Regions from separate parts of the Rattus norvegicus genome. Here region 2 is linked to region 1. A link is a contact called in public Hi-C data. All regions are on one chromosome and are shown on one strand. The core of a region is the stretch at or near the end of the contact, and the rest is flanking DNA. Distances in the headings are between cores, read along the strand shown.

What was found. A called contact is a pair of places that touch in the nucleus more often than the background predicts.
Region 2: a Hi-C map of kidney shows a contact between it and region 1, with 2.8 times the contacts expected there. The contact joins the promoter of Nt5e here to the enhancer-like site in region 1. A contact is called at or near these places in 3 of 12 Hi-C or Micro-C datasets (kidney and liver).

What each region holds. Positions count from the first base shown.
Region 1 is chr8:98,078,625-98,082,793 of GRCr8, reverse strand. It overlaps a transcript of Snx14 not described here. Among named protein-coding and RNA genes, the nearest start is that of Nt5e, 70 kb to the left of the region's middle. Within about 2 kb of position 1,468, at least 2 of the 93 cell types and tissues checked have an H3K27ac peak or open chromatin away from gene starts, as enhancers often do. A contact at or near this core is called in kidney, where this site is marked.
Region 2 is chr8:98,149,082-98,153,475 of GRCr8, reverse strand. Nt5e (5' nucleotidase, ecto) reads right to left here and starts at 2,551. Exons shown (of 9, transcript NM_021576.2): 1 at 2,172-2,551. The coding sequence starts at 2,516. It also overlaps a transcript of Snx14 not described here.

The sequences.
Region 1 (4,169 bases), core at 219-2,718:
CCCCGCCCCCGCCCCCAACACACCCTTCCAATTATACGTCTTCTTCTTTAGAGAAATTTATTGCTAGTGTATGTGATGAATGTGTGGACCCAGCTACCACAGTACCCCGCCCCAGGGCCCTGCCCAGTACTCCTGCCCCGCATCCCCACCCCCACCCCCCATAAAGCATCATACAGCTTTAGGGAATTAATTCTCTCATAGGCTTGGGGATTGAACTCAGATCTCTAGGTTTTTGTGGCAAATGCCATTATCCGCTAGGCCAGCACACCAGCTTCTCCTCTTTCTCCTCCTCCGTGTTCTCTTCTCATTCTTCTCCTCGCCCCGCTTCTCCTTCAACTTTGCTATCCACCACAGCATTGGCAACCTGCTGGTGGGCACACCCTTGAAGAAAAATTCCCCTCTCTACCCAGCAGCCATCAATTGCAAATAATTCCTTAGCTAAGTGCTGTTCTCGGCTGTTCTCTCCTCTAGCTGGAATGTGGATCAGCTTGATCGTGAGTAGGTGTTGTGCAGATGACCCTAGCTGCCTTCTCTGAGAGAGCAAGACAAAGAAAGCCTGGGCCAAGTGTCAGAAACTGTGGTGGGTGGGTTGAGGAGAGACCCCTTCCAGGAGGACATACTGAGGGCTAGCTCTCCTTATTGGAGGGCAGAGTCTGATACTGGGAACCCAGAGCAAGATTGGGCCAGTCCTGCGACAATCACTGTACTAAGAAGAGGAGTAGAAAGGCTCTTCTTTAGCGATTAACCACCTACATCATTTTCCTTTTTTCCCTATTAAAATTAAAATTTATTTATTTGTTATTTATTTATTCTCTTTACATCCCTCCCAATATCAGCCCCCCCATCTCCTCCCAGTACCCTCTCATGCAGATCCTCCCCCATTCTCCTTTGCAAAGGGGAAGCCTTCCTCTGGGTATTAGCCCCCAATACCGCACCCCCACCCCCCGCACATTAAGTCTCTGTGGGACTAGGCGAGTCCTCTCCCACCTAAGCCGGACAAAGCAATCCATTTAGGGGCACGGAATCCACAGACAGGCAGGCAATGGACAGCCCCTGCTCCAGTTGTTGGGAGACCCATAAGAAGACCACGCTGCTCATATGCTACATATCTGCCCAGAATCAGCCCGTGCTTGCTCTTTGGTGGTGATTCAGACTCTGGGAACTTCCAAGCATACAGGTTAATGACTCTGTTCGTCTTCCTGTGGAGTCCCTCTTCTCTTCCGGTCTCTTCTCGAACTCTTCCATAAGACTCCCTGAGTTCCATCTAATGTTTGGTTGTCTCTGTATTGCTTTCCATAGGCTGCCGGGTGGAGCCTCTCAGAGGACAGTTATGCTAGGTTCTTGTCTGCAAACATAACAGTATCGTTAATAGTGTCGGGAATTGGTTCTTGCCCGTGGGCTGGATCTCAACTCGGGGGTCAGTTATTGGTTAGTCATTCTCTACGTCTCTGCTCGATCTTTGTCCCTGCACTTCTTGGAGGCAGGGCACATTATGGGTCAAAGGTTTTGTGGGTGGGTTGCTGTCTTTATACCTCTACTGGTAGTCCTGCCTGGCTAGAGGAAGTGGCCACTTCTGGATCCGTATCCCCCGCTGCTAGGAGTCTCAGCTAGAGTCGCCCCCATAGACTCTCTGGGGCCTCCCCCATCTCAGGTCTCTGGCATGTCCTAGAGTTCATCCCACCTTTCCCTTCTTTCTCCCGCTCTCCCTATATCTGATCCCTTCCCTTTGCCCTGTTCCCCTTTCCATCCCACTTTCCACCCAGTTCCCTCCTTCCATCAACCTCTGAAATCTATGTTGTTTCCCCTTCTGAGAAAGATTCAAGCGACCTCCCTTGGGCTCTTCTCGCTATTTGGCTTCTTTGGGTCTGTTGATTATAACGTGTTTGTCCTGTACTTTATGGCTAATATCTACTTATAAGTAAGTTCATACCATGCATGTCCTTTTGGGTCTGGGCTACCTCACTCAAGATGTTATTTTCTAGTTCCATCTATTTGCCCGTAAAATTCACGACGTCCTCATTTTTAACGGCTGAGTAGTATTCTATTGTGTAAACGAACCGCATTTTCTTTATCCATTCTTCAGTTGAGGGACATCTGGGTTGTTTTCGGTTTCTGGCTATTATGAATAAAGCTGCTATGAACATAGTGGAGCATGTGTCCTTGTGGGATAGTGGAGCATCTTTTGGGTGTATGACCAGGAGTGATATAGCTGGGTCTTGAGGTAGAACTATTTCCATTTTTTTTTTTAAAGAAACTGTCAAATTGCTTTCCGGAGTGGTTGTACAAGTTTGTACTTTCACAAACAAATGGAGGAGTGTTCCCCCTTGCTCCACATCTTTGCCAGCATGAGCTGTCCCTTGAGTTTTTGATCTCAGCCACTCTGATTGATATTAGATGGACTCTCAGAGTCATTTTGGTTTGCATTTCCCTAATGACTAAGAACTTTGAACATTTTTAAAGTGCTTCTCAGCCATTCCAGATTCCTCTATTGAGAATTCTCTGTTTAGTTCTGTACCCGACTTTGAATTGGGTAATTCAAAGTTTGTTGGTGTTTAACTTCTTGAGTTCTTTATATATTTTGGATATTAGCCTTCTGTCAGATGTAGGGTTGGTGAAGATCTTTTCCCAATCTGTAGGCTGTTGCTTTATCCTTCGACTTAAAGAAGCTTTTCAGTTTCATGAAATTCCATTTATTAATTGTTGACCTTAGTGCCTGAGCCACCAATTTAAAAAAAGAAACACCTGAATTATACGTTTAAGTCACAAATCAAACAATGTAAACCCATTTTAAAGACAGGTGAAAAATATTCGTTTACACTTTGCTCTCTCGTTCCTCCAAGCTAACTGAGACAACAGTAGCTGCGGCTTATCTTTGGCACGCAGAGCTGTGCAGACAGGCAGGGACAGATGGTGTTCCCTGCGTGAAGGAGGGTGACATGTGTGGATGTTTGGAAAGTAACCGCAAACATTGTCCACAGAGGAACCCACGTTCCCATTTTGCTGTTTTTGCTGTTGATAGCTCTGGGTTTGTTTTCATGAATACTAATTGTACTGTAAACAGAACTTAAGAATTTTTGCTAGCTCAGTGCCACTTCTTGGATGTCTGTCAGGCCAGCATGACTTTGGATCACGTTTGCTTTAATTACTAACTAACCGCCTCTTGAATGAACTCACTGAACCTTATTTTATCCCCGAGCCCTGCTACCAAGCATTTGGCTTTCATCGCCAGATTTTTAACATTAAAAATTGCCACATAGAAACACTTGTAGTTATCGGTGTCTTTCGTTTTTATAGCATTAGATTCTCCAAAGGGGAGTGATTGGCAGAAGAGAATACGCGTGTAGATGTTTCCAGTTACTTTCCAAACACATGACTGTGTGCCTTGCCAGCCATAAGAGAGAATGATACTTTCCCTCGCTGATTACACTTGTTTTTCTCATTTGTAGCTTCTAAGACTTTTTCCTAGGTCTTGGAAAAACTCTCCTAGGCTCTAGTTCACAGGCTTTATTCTTTGGAAATGGCTAAACCTGTTTTAAATCGTGCCTCTGCCCATTTCTAGCTTTGTGGTCTTGGGACCATTCATTTCTTTTCTAAGGCTTAGTGTTACCAGCTGTACAATTATTGAAGTTATTAAATAAAATAACTCATGTAAAACTTATAGGAGGGGCTGAAGAGATGGCTCAGCAGTTAAGGGCACTGGCTGCTCTCCCAAAGGTCCTGAGTTCAATTTCCAGCAACCACATGGTGGCTCACAACCATCTGTAATGGGATCTGATGGCCTCTTCTGGCATGCAGGTGTACATGCAGATAAAGTGTGTGTGTGTGTGTGTGTGTGTGTGTGTGTGTGTGTGTGTGTATATATATATATATATATATATATATAACAAATTCTAATACCTGAAAGAATACAGTATTCTTATAAGTATTATTATAATTAATAATGTTAGAAAGAGCTGGGGCTAGTACTACACATTTATTGTTCTACTGTTTTTCTTGACCACCAAGCGGTCATCTTTGCTTAAAAACTATGTTTAATTACATCACCAATGCTTTTATATTTAAAAATGTATTAGTGTGCTCTAATTGTACATATTGGTTGGTCTCACTAATTATGAATAATTAGTACTCATAAGAATAAACCCAGAGAGATCAATAGTCAAGACAGCAAA
Region 2 (4,394 bases), core at 1,302-3,801, 70 kb before region 1:
ATCAGCATCTCGACAGTGCAAACCCTCAGTGAGACAGGAAGGCTGCAGAGCGGAACCACATGCTGCAGCCATGAAAGGTGTGTTTCACGCAGGTCGAATCGTGTGTATGAAACCCACCCACGCATATGCTCTGAAGACTGCTACGGAAAGTGGAGCTGTAGACTTTGTTATTCCCTCTCCTCCCACTCTTGACACCAGCCATTGTAGTTTATTCTTCCTCAGGCCCCACTTCAATTACTTTGACAGAAATTTGTAAGAAAGCAATTCCATCCCACAAAAAGTATTCTAAACATTCAAAGATGATGGGCTCGGACTTGTCGTACATTGTTGTGGCCTCATCTAACTACACAGAGAGCTCGTTCTGTCTTAAAGAGGGACATAGTTTTACTAAGGAATATTTACACAAGTCAAACGAAAAGAGTGTTAGGAATAGAAAATGCTGTAAAGTTGTGGTTTATACACGAAATCAAAACAAACTCAGCCGGTGTTTATCCTTCTGGGAGGAAGCAGAGACATGAGCTAGTTAACGATCCAATTATGTAAATGTTTGTATTGCCCGTTACTGCTTGCAAAGCTTTAAGCAGGTCTAGCTGTGGAAGACGAAAGCTGAGAGACTGCAGCGTTCTCGAGGTCTGAAATTCTTCTGCCAATTCGCTGCTGAGCTCAGCCTTCCTGGTCAACTCTGGACGCCTAAGGCCCAGAGCTGCCCTAGCACTGAGAGTCTCTAGTCAATATTCAGTAGGAAGGGTGCTCTCACCCTTCTCTGACCTCTCTGAGCTGTTCCTGTAGTACACTGTGGGTAGTCTGCCTTCCCCACCTTACTTTCCCTTCCACACCCTCTGGTTTCACAGGGTTCTGGGAACCAGCCCTGTTATTTCTCTTGCAAAGTCCTTACCTTCTGTTCTTTCTTTTCTTTTCTTTTCTCTCTTTCTTCCTTCCTTTCTTCCTCCCTTCCTTTCTTCCTTTCTTCCTTTCTTTCTTTTTTTGTTGTTGTCTCAAATTTTAATTTTTTCCCCCAATGGTGCAGAATCATTCACACTAGGTTGAATGTGAATGGTGGCTCAATTAATTTTTACATCTCAGTTATGTTTTATTTGATTATTCTTTTCCCCTTCTCAACAAGCAAGGTGTCAACTCCAACAGAATGTTGGGACATGAGGACATGAGGACTAATCTCTCTGTCTCTGTCTCTCTGTCTCTGTCTCTGTCTCTCTCTGTGTGTCTGTCTGTCTGTCTCCCTACCCCCATCCCCTTCCTTCTTCTTTTTGAGACAGGATCTCATGCCAGGCTGGCCTCTCTTTTGTAACCAAGGGTGACTCTGAACTTTGGACCCTCCAGCCTTTACCAGGCCTGCCCTGCAAGCCTGGTTTGGGCAATGCCAGGGATCAAATCCAGGGCCTTTGGAATTCTAACCAAGCACTCTAACAATCTAGCTGCATCCCCAGCTCCCTAATCTCTCTGGTAGGCTCTTTCAGAATCTCTAACAGTCAAGTGCGTTTGATTGAGTCCCTGAAATCCCAGCATTCGGTTCTCTCTGACATTTCTTTTTTACTTGCTCCTGTGAGGCTGTGCCCGGGAGCAACAAGAACTAACAGTTACAGAGATTATATTATGTGCACACAGTGCTTTGAGGCCAATATTCTTCCCATTATAGAAGACATGGCCACCGAGGCTTACTAACTAACTAGTATAAGGCGGCAGAGAAGTAGCTGTACTGGAAATCGACCTAAGGAGGTGAGTTTACTGTGCTCAGACAGCAGAGCCAATCGGATGTTTTCCTCCTTGAAGGCTGGTGACCTGAATGATTTTTGACCCGGTTTCCTTTCAGAAAGGATGAGACACTCTTTGGAAGACGGAGCAGAAGGGAGATGTGGAAAAGACTGAGTTAGATCTCCAGCCCTTGACAATGTTCAGTGCTTTTACATATCCAAGCTGAAGCACCCTGTAGGCAGCAGGGTCTCTCTTCCATTAGTCGCAGTTTGCTACAAGACCCCAACAACATCAGTTTAAGAAAATAATCTAAGGGACGCCCATCTGCATCCTCCCTGCACACGGGCCTGGGTCGAGTTCCACCTGCGCATCTCTGAGCACTATCTGTGCAAGGCCACTAGCGAGTTCTCTAGCCTCTCTCTTTGACCCTGGGACTCCTACCCCGGGAGCTTTCTCCTTACCATGGCATCGTAGCCCAGGAGGTTCATGAAGTGTGCCACTTCCAGGCCTTTGTAAACAGTGAACCAGATGGTGCCCTGGTACTGATCGCCAGCATCCAAAAGCAGTACGTTGGGTTCTTCCTTGCGGATCTGCTGCACCTTGGTGAAGAGCCGGGCCACGCCGCCCACACACAGGCTTGCGTTGAGGCACTTGGTGGAGTCATCGCTGGTTTGCTCTAGCCGGCTGTGCACGTCGTTTGTGTGCAGGATCGTGAGCTCCCAGGATTTGGCTGTGGGCCACAGTGGTAGTAGAGCGCTTAGCGCGAGAAGCAGCCACTTGGGTGCCGTAGCAGCCGCGGGACGCATGGCTGGCAGGAGCGCGTTGAGCGGGTGAACTGGCCCGGAGCCTGGTGAGCATCGGCCACAGGGGCCTCTTCTAGGCGGAGGGGTGGACTAGGGCGGGGCGGGGCCAGACCCGCCTCCTTTAGCCCCAGGTCCTCCCGCCCGCAGACGCACTCCCAGAGTCACCCGATACGACCCTGGCACCCGAGGCACCCAGGAGCCACTGGCCTAGCACACGCGGCTCGCAGGGAACAGAGAGAAGGTTGTTCGCGTGGTGAGCGAGAACGTCGGAGAGGCTGGGTGCCTCAGTCCCTGGCGGCGGTGACAACTGCAGGGGCCGCGTCGCTGATCTTCACTCTCGATGGCACCGATTTCTCTAGGAGCGTATAGCGGCTTGTGTTGCTCTGTGACTCCTCCGAAGAAGAAGAGAGGGGGCGGAAAGGAAGAACGTGGGATAGAGAGGGATCCAGATCCCGCCCGGGAAGTGCGCTGTGAGGTTGCCTTGGTGGGACCTGGACACACCACCCGCCGAGACGCTACGTAGGTTTGAGGACACAACCGCTCCACGTTGTTCAATCTGGAATCTCAGGAGCCAAGCTATCTTTGGGATGCAGCCTTTCATTTATCTACAGTGGAAACCTCAGTGTTAAGACCTCCAGCGGCAGAGGGCCAGCTCTGAAAGCTAAGGTGGATCCTAGGAGGTAAACTCCTGACAGCTGCGCAGGGGCGCTGCCCTCTTTACCTTTTGGGGTGTGTGTGTGTGTGTGTGTGTGTGTGTGTGTGTGTGTGTGTGTGTGCACGCGCGCGCGCGCGCGTGTGTAAAGCGTTTAGCAGTAATACTGGGAATCCACATTTGTTATGAACAAATCATTAAATATAAATCTCTGCCGCACAAATTTCCTGTCTAATGGATTAACCTCTGCATTTTAATGAAGTATAATCAACAAGCTAGCAGTTCTGAGAAAGGAAAGAGTATATAGAAGTTATTTAATGCCCACACATCTCCAGAATGCACCAGGTCAGCGTTGTTTTACACACACACACACACACACACACACACACACACACACACGCCCACACCCACGCCCATGAACACACACACCTTCACCTTGGGGCATGCACTCAGGAGACTTAGTAAGGAGAGTTGAAAGTACACGAACAGTCTGGACTATATAGTGAGACCGTATCTCACCTACATCCAAGTTGCTTTTCAATTGTGGTAAAATATACATCACACAAATATATATCATACGATGTGCATTACTACTTACTGTCCTAAGTGTACAGTTAAGACTGTTTACCAAAACGTTCATTTCCCAGAAGGTTTTCATCTTTCCAGGATAGTATTCTAAACTCATTAAACAGTGACTCCCTCCCAACACGGTGGCAATCACCTGTAATTACAGTACTTGGGAGTCCAGGCAGGAAAACGGTCTGGTCATGTAGTAAGTTTTTAGGCTATGTTTAGCGAAACCCTGTTTCAAAATCATCATCAACAACAACAACAACAACAACAACAAAACAAACAAAACAAACTACCAACCAACCAAAACCAACTCTCCCTTTCCTTCCTTTCCAGCCCCTGGCAATCAACATTGTATTACCAGTTTGTATAGCTCTGACCATTCTAAGCACCTCATATTTGTCCTTTTCTGACCGAGTTCGTTTCACTTGGTGTAATGTCTTCAAGACTCAGTATGCCAGCATTTCCTTTCTTTCAAAGGCCAAGTGACATGTCATGCTAGGTGTGTATTTAAATGCAGCTTATTCATAAGAGGCGAAACCAGAAACAGACCAGGGTTTGTGGCTGACGAATAATTTAGTTGGGAGATGAGATAAGGACCTGCCATGTCGCCTGTTCTCACATGCAACGAACAGATTCTGTACATCCTCACCAAGGAC